2 separate regions of the Gossypium hirsutum genome follow, and region 2 is linked to region 1. Evidence: chromatin contacts called from public Hi-C data. All regions are on one chromosome and are shown on one strand. Each heading gives the region's core, a stretch centred on a gene start, on an enhancer-like site or on the middle of the called end of the contact. The rest is flanking DNA. Distances are from core to core; before and after follow the strand shown. Region 1 holds the start of LOC107922043 (transmembrane emp24 domain-containing protein p24beta2). Region 2 holds the start of LOC107921984 (WEB family protein At5g55860).

Region 1 (5,974 bases), core at 200-2,699:
ATGCAAATAGGCAATTCAAAAGAAAAAGGGAAAATCTTTATGTTCATCTTATCGTATGACTTGAAAGCACTATAAGTAAAAAAATTTATGACCCTATTTTCAGAATCCAACTTATTCAGATCAAGACAACTTATTACCACCTAAAGCACCATGGAACTTTGTAGAGAAAGAACAACCCCTAATAATCGCCTTTGCAGCTGATAGGTTCCTAAAAGTGGAACATTTGGAATCTGTTTCCATTTCTTGTCCAATACAAGAGTATATTGTTGATGGACTAGAAACTTATGTTTTTCATGTAATACAAACTATAATTTCAAATTCGATTTTGGACTTTGAGAAAAGGGCTCATAATCAGTATAAGTAATAGAGGAGTCAGATCTGATATAGATCCACAAGATCACCAAATCTAAAACACTATTCTCTTGCAGTTCACACTCTTAACTATGCCCTAAGTAAGAAACTGAACTACATGCTAGCAGTTGAAGCATAAGGCACGAATGACAATGTCGAAACCAAATTAGCCGTAATAAGGAGAAGAGGAAGCTTACCACCAGATCAACACCCTCATGACTATTATGCCAAGTTGAATCAGCCTTGATGACAACAAACGACACATGAATTGTATCCCCTTCATACTTAACATCGTGAGAGAAGCATTCTTCTCTATCAATTACGAATCTAATTCCATACACGGCATTCGGGCTACACAAGAATGCTAGCAATGCAACAGCTACAAATACAAGGAACCCGATTTTCATCTGCAAATTACATAGTCAACGGATCCAAGTTATGAAACATGATAAACAATATGAATATATTGCACTAGTTTGATTGTACATGCAGCAAAGTATATAAAATCAAATGCTAAGAGATTAATGCTTTTCAAAAACCACTGGGAATTAAAAAAACCATGAAAACTAATCATTTATAAACAGTAACAACAGAAATTCCGCGAGAAATACCGAAACAAGTCATGGAATTGAAAACCCAGAGAAATTCCCACCATCTTTTTCCTTTTTCTTATCCTTCAAGTTCATGATAATTGATTAAAACCAAGAAATTTTTTAATACCAAAAAACATTAAAAAAACTAGAAACCTGTTCGAACCTGAAAATTCCCAAGCAAAACCCACAATAATTAAAGCAAAAACAAAGAAGAAAGCATATAAACAAGGTGGGATTAGACGAATGATCTATTCAGTGTATTAGGAAAAAGGCAGGAAAACAATTCAAAACTAGATCAAAACTATGAAAGTCAAAAACAAAAGCTACGAAATTTAATTAAAAATATTAAATAAAGTTTACCTTTTGGGTGTTTTTTTTTCTTTGCCTTATTTGAAGAGTTTAGAAGAAGGTGAGAGATTAGATCTTTCGAGGCGTTTTGAAGACAGAAACAGTACAAGAGATGCAGAGAGAAGAGTTATATAGGAGTTCGGCACTTTTGAAGAGGGGTCTAATGAGGCTGTCTTTGACATGGTAATAATCACCTGTATCTCACCTACACAATAACATCCTTTTCTAATGAAGTTCCAGCGTTGCCCTGTTGTCTTTTTTTTAATGGTTTTGAAATTTATTTGAAGTTGTTTTTCATAATAAAATGGGTAAATTACGCTAGCAGTCACTCAATTTTGGGTAGCTAACAAAACAGTCACTTAAGTTTTATTTCAGTTACTCAACTTTTAAAAAATAATAAAACGGTCACTAACATTATAAAAAAGTGACAAAACAATCACTGATTAACTAGCTGATGTGGCAAGTTAACTAGCTGATGTGGCCAATTAACTTGTCACGTTAGATGTCCACAGTGGAAATCCACCCAATTTAAGAAGAAATTGAAAAAAACACTAAAAAAATCCTTAATAACAGAGAAGAAGAGGAGACTGTAAAAAAAAAATTCTTCTTTGCCTAATTTGGTAGGGTCTGATTCTTTGCCATTGAAATACCATGTCTTTGCTCTTCTTCTTCTTCTTGGCTCTCTTCCTCTATAACCTTTCGCCATTGTTGGCGGTAGAGGTGCTCATCCGAAATATGGGAGGGTTTGGGTAAAAATATAGGCTCGAAATATGGGCTTGGGCAAAAAAATAAGGCCCATTTAGAAAACGGGCCGAGCCTCGAGCACTACTTTTTTTGCCCGAGCTCGGCTCGGCCCGATATAATAAATATATTTATTTTTTAAATTTTTTAATTTTAAAATATTTTTAAAATACTTTTTTTTATTATTTTTTAATTTTAAAATACTTTTTAATTTTTTTTAATTTTAAAATATTTTTAAAATACTTTTTTTAATTTTTAAAATAAATTTTTGGTATTTATTAAAAAAATGGGTCGGGCCAGGCCGGACTCGGGCTTATGATTTTTTCCGGGCCGGGCCTGAGCAAAATTTTAGGCCCATATTTTGAGCTGGGTCGAAATTTGTTATGGGCCCAGCCCAAACCTAGCCCAAACCCAGTCCGGCCCGGCCCATGAGCACCTCTAGTGGGTCTTGTGGTTTTTCCAGATTGGGATGCAATTTACTGTTCAAATCCCATGTCACTAGGAGGCGGCTACAGAAGTGCATTGGGGCGCCTTTTCTTCAAGACCAATGACATGGTTCAGGCTATTGAAGCTCCTGACTCCGTACGAAACAAAGTCTCCTTTATTTTTGGGTTTCTTGATGGAGAGGTCTTATTGAAAGGTAAGGCCACTCCCACCCTACGTTAACCTCACTAGTCATCACTTGATATAATGTCGGCATCTTTATCTTTAACTAGCAGTACCATGTTGCCACATTGTAATTTTATGACTAATAACCAAAATTGACTTATGGGTTAGTTCATGCATAAGCATCTAGAATCCCATTTATTCATCTTTTCTGTGAAACTCAATTAATGTGATGTGAGATTGTGGATGTCATCTCCACTAATACATGTTCCTTCATGCATTGTGCTGGAAAGCTGACGGTCTTGGATCATCAATGGATTCAAGTAATTTTGAGCCACCTGAGCTGAGGGTAAGAGCAATAGACTTCCGATATGGTGGCGAGAGCGAGGTCAAGCTACAGATCACGTATATTGATGAGAATACCAGACTAGGAAAGGGCTCTAGAGGTTCTTTATTTGTATTTCGAATGCGGCACGGAGGCTCAACCAACACTTGAGACCCCTATCCAGTGCCAATAATTGCCAATGTTATGAAACACAGCAATTTGAGTTAGTGATGGCAAATTAATCGGGCCAACTTTAGGGATGTCATAATGCTCAGTTAGATTAGCCAAATATTGGTTAAATTCCTGAATGCGATCATGGTGTTTCTTCTTCTTCTTCTCCTCTATTATTAAGGGTTTTTTTAGGGTTTTTTTTAATTTCTTCTTAAATTGGATGGGTTTCCACTGTGGACATTCCATGTGGCAAGCTAATTTGCCACACCAGCAGTTAACTTGCCACATCAGTGGTCCCGTTAAGACACCAACGGAAACTGTTAATTAGTGACTGTTTTGTCACTTTTTTATAACGTTAGTAACCGTTTTGTTATTTTTCAAAAGTTGAGTGACTGAAATGAAATCTAGGTAATTGTTTTGTTAACTACCTTAAAGTTGAGTGATTGTTGGTGTAATTTACCCTAATAAAATTAGTGGTCGAGTGCATTAAATCATTACTTCATTAATTCCATTTATTCGATTACAAAAATTAAAAATTTATATTAAAAAATTCATTTGATATATATAGATTCGTGAGTCAATCGATCTAACATATTGTTCTGGAATGATATCCCATCTAATATTTAATTTAATCCATCCGATGAACTTATCTAATATGATTTAATTTTGAAAACCATAGTAAAAAGATAATGAATTCTAAATATTTAGCTTTATTTTTATTTTACAATTATAATATGTCTATACTAATATAATCTTTTTTCATTTAATTTAATGTTATGCTTAATCAGAATTTCACGTGTATAATGGTACCAAATTAAAATTCATGTATAATTTTGAGATTTATCCCAATTTGAAATTATATATATTTGAAAACTCTTTTAAAGCAAAATAAGAGAAAATATAATTTAGTATGATAAACTTAAATTATTAATTTACTTATTTAGGTCCCAAAATTATTATTTTAGAATTTCTTTTAACATTTTTTATAAATTCTTTAGAATTTTATTTTTTTATTTTTGTAATTTTTAAAAAAAATATAAATTGTTGAATTTTTATAAATATTGGAATTTTTATAAATTACTTTGATTTTTTCTGAAAATTTTTAAATTTTTGTTGACAGAGACCAATTTGTTCATTTTCAAAATTGGCAGGACCAAAGGGGTACTTACACCAATCTGTCATTTGAGTTATTCAAATTGTAAATTTCAACTCGACTCGAACTCGAAACTTAAATTACTTATACGATTTGGCTCGAAAATACCAAAAACTCAATTTGATTAACTCAAAATTTAAAATTTTTTTAGTTGAATCAAGTCTTGTTCATCGCTAAAACAGGGTATAATTGGCTTTTATTAAGGTCTATTGGTTCTGCGTAAATATTATTGGAGAAATGTGTGGAAGAAAAAGACGTCAATTTGTTTGCTTGGCAGGCAAGGCATGGGATACTTCCCACTACAACATAGATTGCTTTTACTTTGGTTTCTAATGATTTTATATGCCAATGGTGTGCTGCGCCTAGGGAGGATGTGGTGCATACGATGAGGGATTGTTTTGTGTCCTTTGAGGCATTGAGAAAGTAAGAATTATCTCTAAGAAAGTAAGAAGTATGCATTTTGATTTTTTTCATCTATATATTGATTTGACACCTTATCTTACCTCATAGGCTGCGACTTGTTCGATGAAAGGCGCAAAAGGAAAATGTGATGAAGATTAATACAAATGGAGCCTTTGATGAGCAAGATCAAGCTGACCTCTTAGGCATGTTGGTGAAGGACAGTAATGGACTGGTGGTAGAAGTTTGTGCACATCTAAGCGTAGGGTGTGATGTGTGCAAATATGGTGGATACTTGTGCAATTATTGTGGGCTTCAGCATGTGCTTGATCGATGCTTTGACGGTGTTGTTATTGAAACTTATGCATATTGCTTGATCATTAAGCTTTAACAATATTCAATGGATTTTACTTTATTGGGTCTTCTTCTAAAAGAGGTTTAATCTTTAGTTTTAAATTTAGGTAAACTACACCTGTAGTCATATAACTATTAGTGTGTTTTTGTTTTATTTACCCAAATCTAAAAAAAAATTAGTTTAGCCACTAGCGTTATCTACATTTGATGCTTTGATCAATACTTCATTACATCATTAATGAAATGCAATAAATGAAAACTTATTTAAAAGCACTTTGATCACTAACAAGTAAATACTAAGAGAAAAAAATATGAGAGATTCTCATATATATATTAAATCAATTGCAAGATTCTATTTATAAGCCTCGTTATCTCAATTAACTACAATAAATGAAGGCTTATTTAAAAGCACTTTGAAGCATGTTTAGGTATAAGATTTATTTCTCATAAATGGATGGTGTTTTAAGGAGTTATGGACCTCCACATTAATAGGATTTATAACACTCCTTCTTGGATATTCATCAAAAAATTTTATTAAGACGTAACACCCCTAACCCCTCTCTGTCGACAGATTAGGGTTATAGGCATTACTATCAAATCAATCAATTAATCAATTCAAAATTAAAATGTAGGCAATTTCATTCAGATCGCAGTAAAAATTACCCATACAGTCCTAAATATGAGTTTACAGGGCCCTAAAAATGATTTAAGAACTAACAGGGGCTAATTTGAAACAATTCTAGAAGTTTAGGGTGAAATCTCAAAAAGCCTAAAAACAGGGGACACACAGCTGTGTGACCAGGCCGTGTGGAATACCCCAAGCCGTGTGACTTTCAAAATTGGGACACACGACCGTGTCCCAGCCCGTATAACTCACTGACTTGAGGCATACACCGTGTCTCAGCCCGTGTAACTTTTTGACTTGGGTCACAT
Region 2 (5,971 bases), core at 1,894-4,393, 180 kb after region 1:
GGAATCGTTTAAGGTCGCGCAATTTATTAGACTAAAATTCTAATCTCGTGAAACAAGAACGTTCATCCCCTCAAGAGCCTAAAAATGATTTTGCAATAAAGCAAGGTGGGTTACAACAAGGTCATTAACTAAAAAAACCCTGGCAACCCTAATCAACAGGGGAAGTCAAAAAATTGCTTTAGGAAGTCAAAGATGAATCGTAAATGTTTTGAGGACTAAAGTGAAAATTTATCATTATACTAACCTATAATTTTATAAACTTCAAAAGGGCTAAAAAGTATATTTACGGTCAAGAGCCATTACCTGCACCCTATCTTCATCCCAAGGGCGGCAGAAGGAGGTTGGCAAGGTCTTTGGTTCCTCTTAAAAATGGAAATCTAAATTTTGGTCCCTTAAAACTTGTTTTAAATTAGTAAATAATAAAATTACATTTAACTCCCAAAATAATAAAATTTTAATTTAATCCTTTAAATAAATTATTAAAATATATATATTATTAAAATAATAAACTTACATTTTACCTCTCATCAAATCTTATAATTTAATTTCAGAACCTAAAAAGGTTTTGTGACTTTGACACCTGTCTATAGCCCTACTAGTCAAGAGACTGCCCCCTTCCCGAAGCATGTCAAGAAGAACCACTAGTGAAAACTTAAAGGTGCCAACCTTTGTTGAAATTGGTGCTGTAGAATTTGCTCGCTGCAAGCCAAGCAACTTGTTGTGCTCGTAGATGGGAGAGGTGAGGAGCTTGAGGGATTCTACTGTATGCTCAGAAAAAAAAAAAGGTGCATACGTTATATCAAAATTTTTAACGTTATACCAATACCAACATTATAAATTTTAATAAACGATAAAAATTTGATATATGTTTTTTCTAAGTAAAATTTTCAGAAGATATCGATAAGGGAAAAGTACATTAGGTGCAAGGTAAAGAGTGTGGAAAGAGCTTGGAAGAATTAGGAAAGCTGATAGATTGGTGAAGCAACCCTACCCATCTGATGCTACTGGTACCTCATTTGAAGAACAAAATAGTGTCGTCACAACCGCAATGAATTTCAATCTTTGTTGATGATTTTCTTCCTACTGGCAACCAAACATAAGCTAGTAGGTCTAGCTTTAATCTCTACCTACTCATAAACTAATATTGCCCTTTCTGAAATGAAAACATAAGGTGGAAGATACATTAGTTTAATGAAACAATTTTGAGCTTCCCTTTTTTCCTCACATCCCACTTAACTTTGAAATGGGGGTCTACAGTTTTCTTGTAAAAACAAAGTTGAACTTTGAAGTTACTACATACAGATTCATGGGACATGGAAATCAAATATTAAGTAGTGCATGCCAATGCCATCCAATATAATCCCTTCTTAAGTTTGGGTCCATTTACAGGTCATACATAAAATTTGTACTTTTTATTGCTGTCCCACAACCGCCTAAAGAAGCAGAGGCTAGGTAGCTGTAAGCTGTATTGCTAATTGCTATCCGACAAAAATGCTCTGAGGTTGAGATTGAGAGAGTTGCATTCATTAATTTTAATCAAGAGAGGTTCAAAGGTTATGTTTTGTCTGTTGTCCTACAAGCAAACCAAGTTTCCCTTCCTCTCAATCCATACATTTTCTCTATAATCTTAAAACTTTTAAAATACTCAACTATTAGATTCTATAGTCTCGTGAATTTAGTACATATACGTTAATTTGATCAAATTTAATCTCTATATTCTTTGAATTGGTCAAGTTTAATCCCTATATTTTTTAATTTTTAAAAGTTCAGTTTTGACCAAACAGTAATAGTTAAAATCTGTTTCGTTAAATTCTACTATTAGTCCTACGTTGTGCGAAAAGTTATAGATTTAGTTAGTGTTCTTCAACTGAATCATTGTTACTCGCTATATTTTTTGAATTTTAGAATTTTAGTCTTAATGTAAACCATAGTCGTTAAAATTTTTAATTGATTTTTTTTGTGAGTAACATGTGAAAAAACAATCTGACATGACATTATATATGCGATTATATATTTGTCGTGTTAATTTTTAAAAATAACATAACTTAATAAACTTAATAAACTTAATAACTAACATTTGATCCTAACTAAAATTTTCAAATACTAAAAATACAAAAATTAAAAATGACCAAAATGAAATATAAGAATTAAATCCACACACAAATTATTAATGAAATTTAACCTATTGCAAATTTATTCATATTTTCTGTTAAAATCAAGACCAAAGGAAAAAAAAATTCTACTTGTTTACCATTTGAATCAACCTTACAAGATCATGTTATCATTAAGGTTGGAAAATACTTTTAAAACGTGTATTTTAAAGTTTGATATTATCTATCATTGTAAAAAGTGTTTATGAAAAAAAAGGGTTAAAATATGTATTTCAAACATGGAGAGAGATTCATTTGCAAAGGTAGTAAAATTAACAATTTGTTTATGCTTATATTTTAACAATTCAACCGTCAAATTTTATATCTGATTAATATAATTCAGGATATCAAATTTGGAGTAAAGAAAATCTTTTAACTATTTATTTTCTGTAAAAAAACTTTTAAACATTAAATATATTTTAATATAAACAATATTTTAAATTGATATAATAGAGATATTAGATCAATTCGAAAGTTTACATACATGCTAAGTACAATTATATTAATAAATTCAACGATTGAATTATTAAAATATCAATGATAAAAAATTATGAAAGGGTGTAAAATCATATTAAATTTACAACGGTGTTAGTATCTTTCCCAAATTTAAAAAAAAATGTTAAACTTCTTTAATGATAATAAGAAAGCAATTTTGAATAGTAAGTTGTGGCCTATTAATAAGGATTAGTTTGAATTTGAATCAAAAGATAAAAAATTTTGTTATGTGGGTTGATTTAAAATTTTGTTTTGATTTTAACCACGGAAGTTAGGTGATATGATAATATCTAGTCAATGATCGAGGATTAAATTTTCATATTAGATATGAAATAAATTTAAATTTTGTGTCAATATTTACTCTTTTAATGAACCTACTGAATGCGTTTATACAATAACTAAAGGAGGACAAAATGGAAAACAAAAAAAAACAAAAAAAAAAAGTAAAGAAAAGAAGAAACAAACAATAAATACAAGAGTGAATGAGAAAGATGGGAGCAGCAGCAATGCAAGTAATTGTATCCATAACCAAACCTCTTTAACAAACACATTTTTCTTTCAGTCATTGTCATTTCGTCACTTCTCAGCTGCCATCACTCTAGACTTTTAACGTGCCAACCCTGACCATTCTTCACATAACTAGTATCTTTCAGACAAAACTACCCTTTCATTTTAAGACATTCTACAACACTGTCCAAGAAGTACAATCTTGGAAAGCCTGCCTCTCCATCAAGGAAACAGTCTCTCCTGCTTTCTCTCTCTTCATTGTCTTTGCCGATGTAAATTTTTGTCTCAAACTGCTTTCGAATATTCAAACTCTCTTCCTCTTTATCTCTCTCTAAAGTTGCAATTTTTACTATTTGAAACCTTCAAAAACAAAAACAAAAAAATACTAGCAAAAAGGAAGATAGTTAGCTCCCCTCCCCCCTTTTGATTAAAACCCACGAAATCTTTTTCCAAGAAGCCTAGTTGTTTCTTGGCAGAGAATTTTTTATCAAATTTTCTTGGGAGATTCCTGTCGAAAGCTTGGGTATTTCTTGGTGGATTTTGGTCGTTAGGTTGAAAGACTAAAAGGGTTTTTATTTTATAGAAAGAAGGAATAGTATGAAGATCAAAGAAGATGGTCATGAAGCTGTGAAGGGCTTTTAGCTTTAGACAAGGTGCTTCTCTCCCCACCCCCCTCTTTCTTTTTTTTTCATTTGAAGACTTTTTGTTTCTGGGTTTTAAATTTTTTTTTCTTTTGGTTTAAGCAGTTATAGGCAAATTTTCTGACATGGAATTTTGTTTGTTTTGTTAAATTGTCTTTTACTTTTCTTTTGACTTCTATACTGGAGGCATCAATTTTGTCATGTTCTTGAATTCTAGAAAAATTTTCTTAAAGATATTTCTTCCTTTCTTTTATTGTTTGATGTTGAGCTAGGGTTCTGTTGCTTTGAATTTCTAGGAGAGAAAAGTTAAAGCTTCCTAGCCAATTTGGTTGAAGACTTGAGAAGGATATTTAAGGTATGGTGAGCTTCATTCATAGTGTGATTTTCATGATGATGTTGAAATCTTGGTGATTTTGACCAGTTTTTTACTGGAATAATCTATTTTCATTTATGTACATTGTAGTGAGGATTTTATATGAACTTTTGGGTAGTCTAGGACAGATGTATAACACAAGGTTTCACTTCTTAAACTTATTATCTCTCTTTTGGTTAGTGCATTTTTTCACTGCCCGAAATTACTGGTCTATGTTGTGATCAGCTCATCTTATTAAGACGTTTAGCCATACAGTAATGCCAAAGAATCAGTTGGCTGAAGAGACTAGAAATTTCTTTGAGATTACATTTCTTATTCATTCCTCTGAGACATGTTGGTGATTGGGAGCTCACATCGCCGTCTTATTTTTTCTTTATTGAACTTGTGAACTTCAGAGTAATAACGAACAAGCAAAACATTATGGTTGCAAAGGGACGCCAGAATGCCACTGACTCTCAGAAAGTGGAGGTGGGAGAGATAGATACTAGTGCACCTTTCCAATCTGTTAAAGATGCTGTCACTCTATTTGGTGAAGGCGCTTTCTCTGGGGAAAAACCTGCCATGAAAAAGGCAAAAGCTCACTCTGCAGAGGTAATACTGATTCGCAGAAGTTCTCTTTCTTCTTTCACCTGAAATGTTGTGTCAAGTCGTAGTAGTATGTGTCAAATTCTTTCTTTCACTTGTATATTCTCTGGTTCTCGATCATCTCTAATGATTGTAAATATTAAAAAGCATAAGAATGGTACCACTCATGATTATGAGTAAAGCATCTATTTTATGTGAAGGCTAAGAAGCCTATGTAAGGAGTGTTTTGACGTCTTTCTAAGCTGCATATATTAATGTTCTCATTGTTCAATTACTAACTGCACAACCAGAGCTTCAGGGATGGATTGCTGGGAAATCTCGATAGTCCATTAATCTTCTATTCTTATTTGGATTTGAGTTGCAGAGAGTTCTAGCCAAGGAGACTCAGCTTCACCTTACTCAAAAAGAGTTGAACAAGTTAAAGGAACAGCTATCAAATGCTGAGATAACTAAGGCTCAAGCACTTGTAGAGCTAGAAAGGGCTAAAAAAACAGCTGAGGAACTCTCACACAAACTCAAAACTGTTAACGAGTCCAAGGATTGTGCAGCCAAGGCTACAGATGCTGCAAAGAATAAGGCTAAGCAGATTGAAGAAGCAAATTCTGGTATTCTTCCCGGACCCGATGGAACTAGGAGCCAGGACTCGGAAACTGCAAGGGAACAATACATGATTGTAATTACTGAACTTGATGCTGCTAAACAAGAATTGAGGAAGGTCCGTCAGGACTGTGATGCATCCTTAGAAGCGAAAATTGCTGCCTTCAACCAAACAGAAGAAGCTGAACATGCAGCTAAGGTTAACATGGAGAAGGTTGGAGAGCTCTCTAGGGAAATTTCATATGTACAGGAGTCGATCGGACAAGTGAAGCTTGCATCTCTTGAAACACAGCAAGAACAAGCTAAAATGTTTGCTGAAAAGGACACTCAGAAGCAATTATATAAAGCTACCCTTGAAGAGTCAACAAAGAAGTTGCTTGCTTTGAAGAATGAATTTGACCCTAAGCTTATGCGAAATCTTGAAGCTCAACTGCTTGAAACAGATAATCAGATTGGGTCTTTGCAGAAACAGATGGAAAGTGCAAAGGCTTCCGATCTGGAGTCTGTGCGAACAATTACTTCAGAGCTAGATGGTGCTAAAGAATCGCTGCAAAAAGTCGCTGAAGAAGAGAATTCCTTGAGGAGTTTGGTGGAGTCTCTTAAGGTGGAACTAGAAAATGTGA

Evidence for each region. Hi-C and Micro-C count contacts between places; a contact is called where the count stands out from the background.
Region 2: a contact with region 1 is called in a Hi-C map of hypocotyl, with 2.1 times the contacts expected there. The contact joins the promoter of LOC107921984 here to the promoter of LOC107922043 in region 1. A contact is called at or near these places in 5 of 34 Hi-C or Micro-C datasets (fibers, hypocotyl, leaf and 1 more).

What each region holds. Positions count from the first base shown.
Region 1 is chrD01:12,143,011-12,148,984 of Gossypium_hirsutum_v2.1, forward strand. It overlaps LOC107922043 (transmembrane emp24 domain-containing protein p24beta2), which reads right to left and starts at 1,450. Exons shown (of 5, transcript XM_016851872.2): 1 at 1,306-1,450; 2 at 549-760. The coding sequence starts at 758.
Region 2 is chrD01:12,325,212-12,331,182 of Gossypium_hirsutum_v2.1, forward strand. LOC107921984 (WEB family protein At5g55860) reads left to right here and starts at 3,144. Exons shown (of 5, transcript XM_041087056.1): 1 at 3,144-3,805; 2 at 4,066-4,148; 3 at 4,257-4,308; 4 at 4,562-4,757; 5 at 5,116-5,971. The coding sequence starts at 4,295.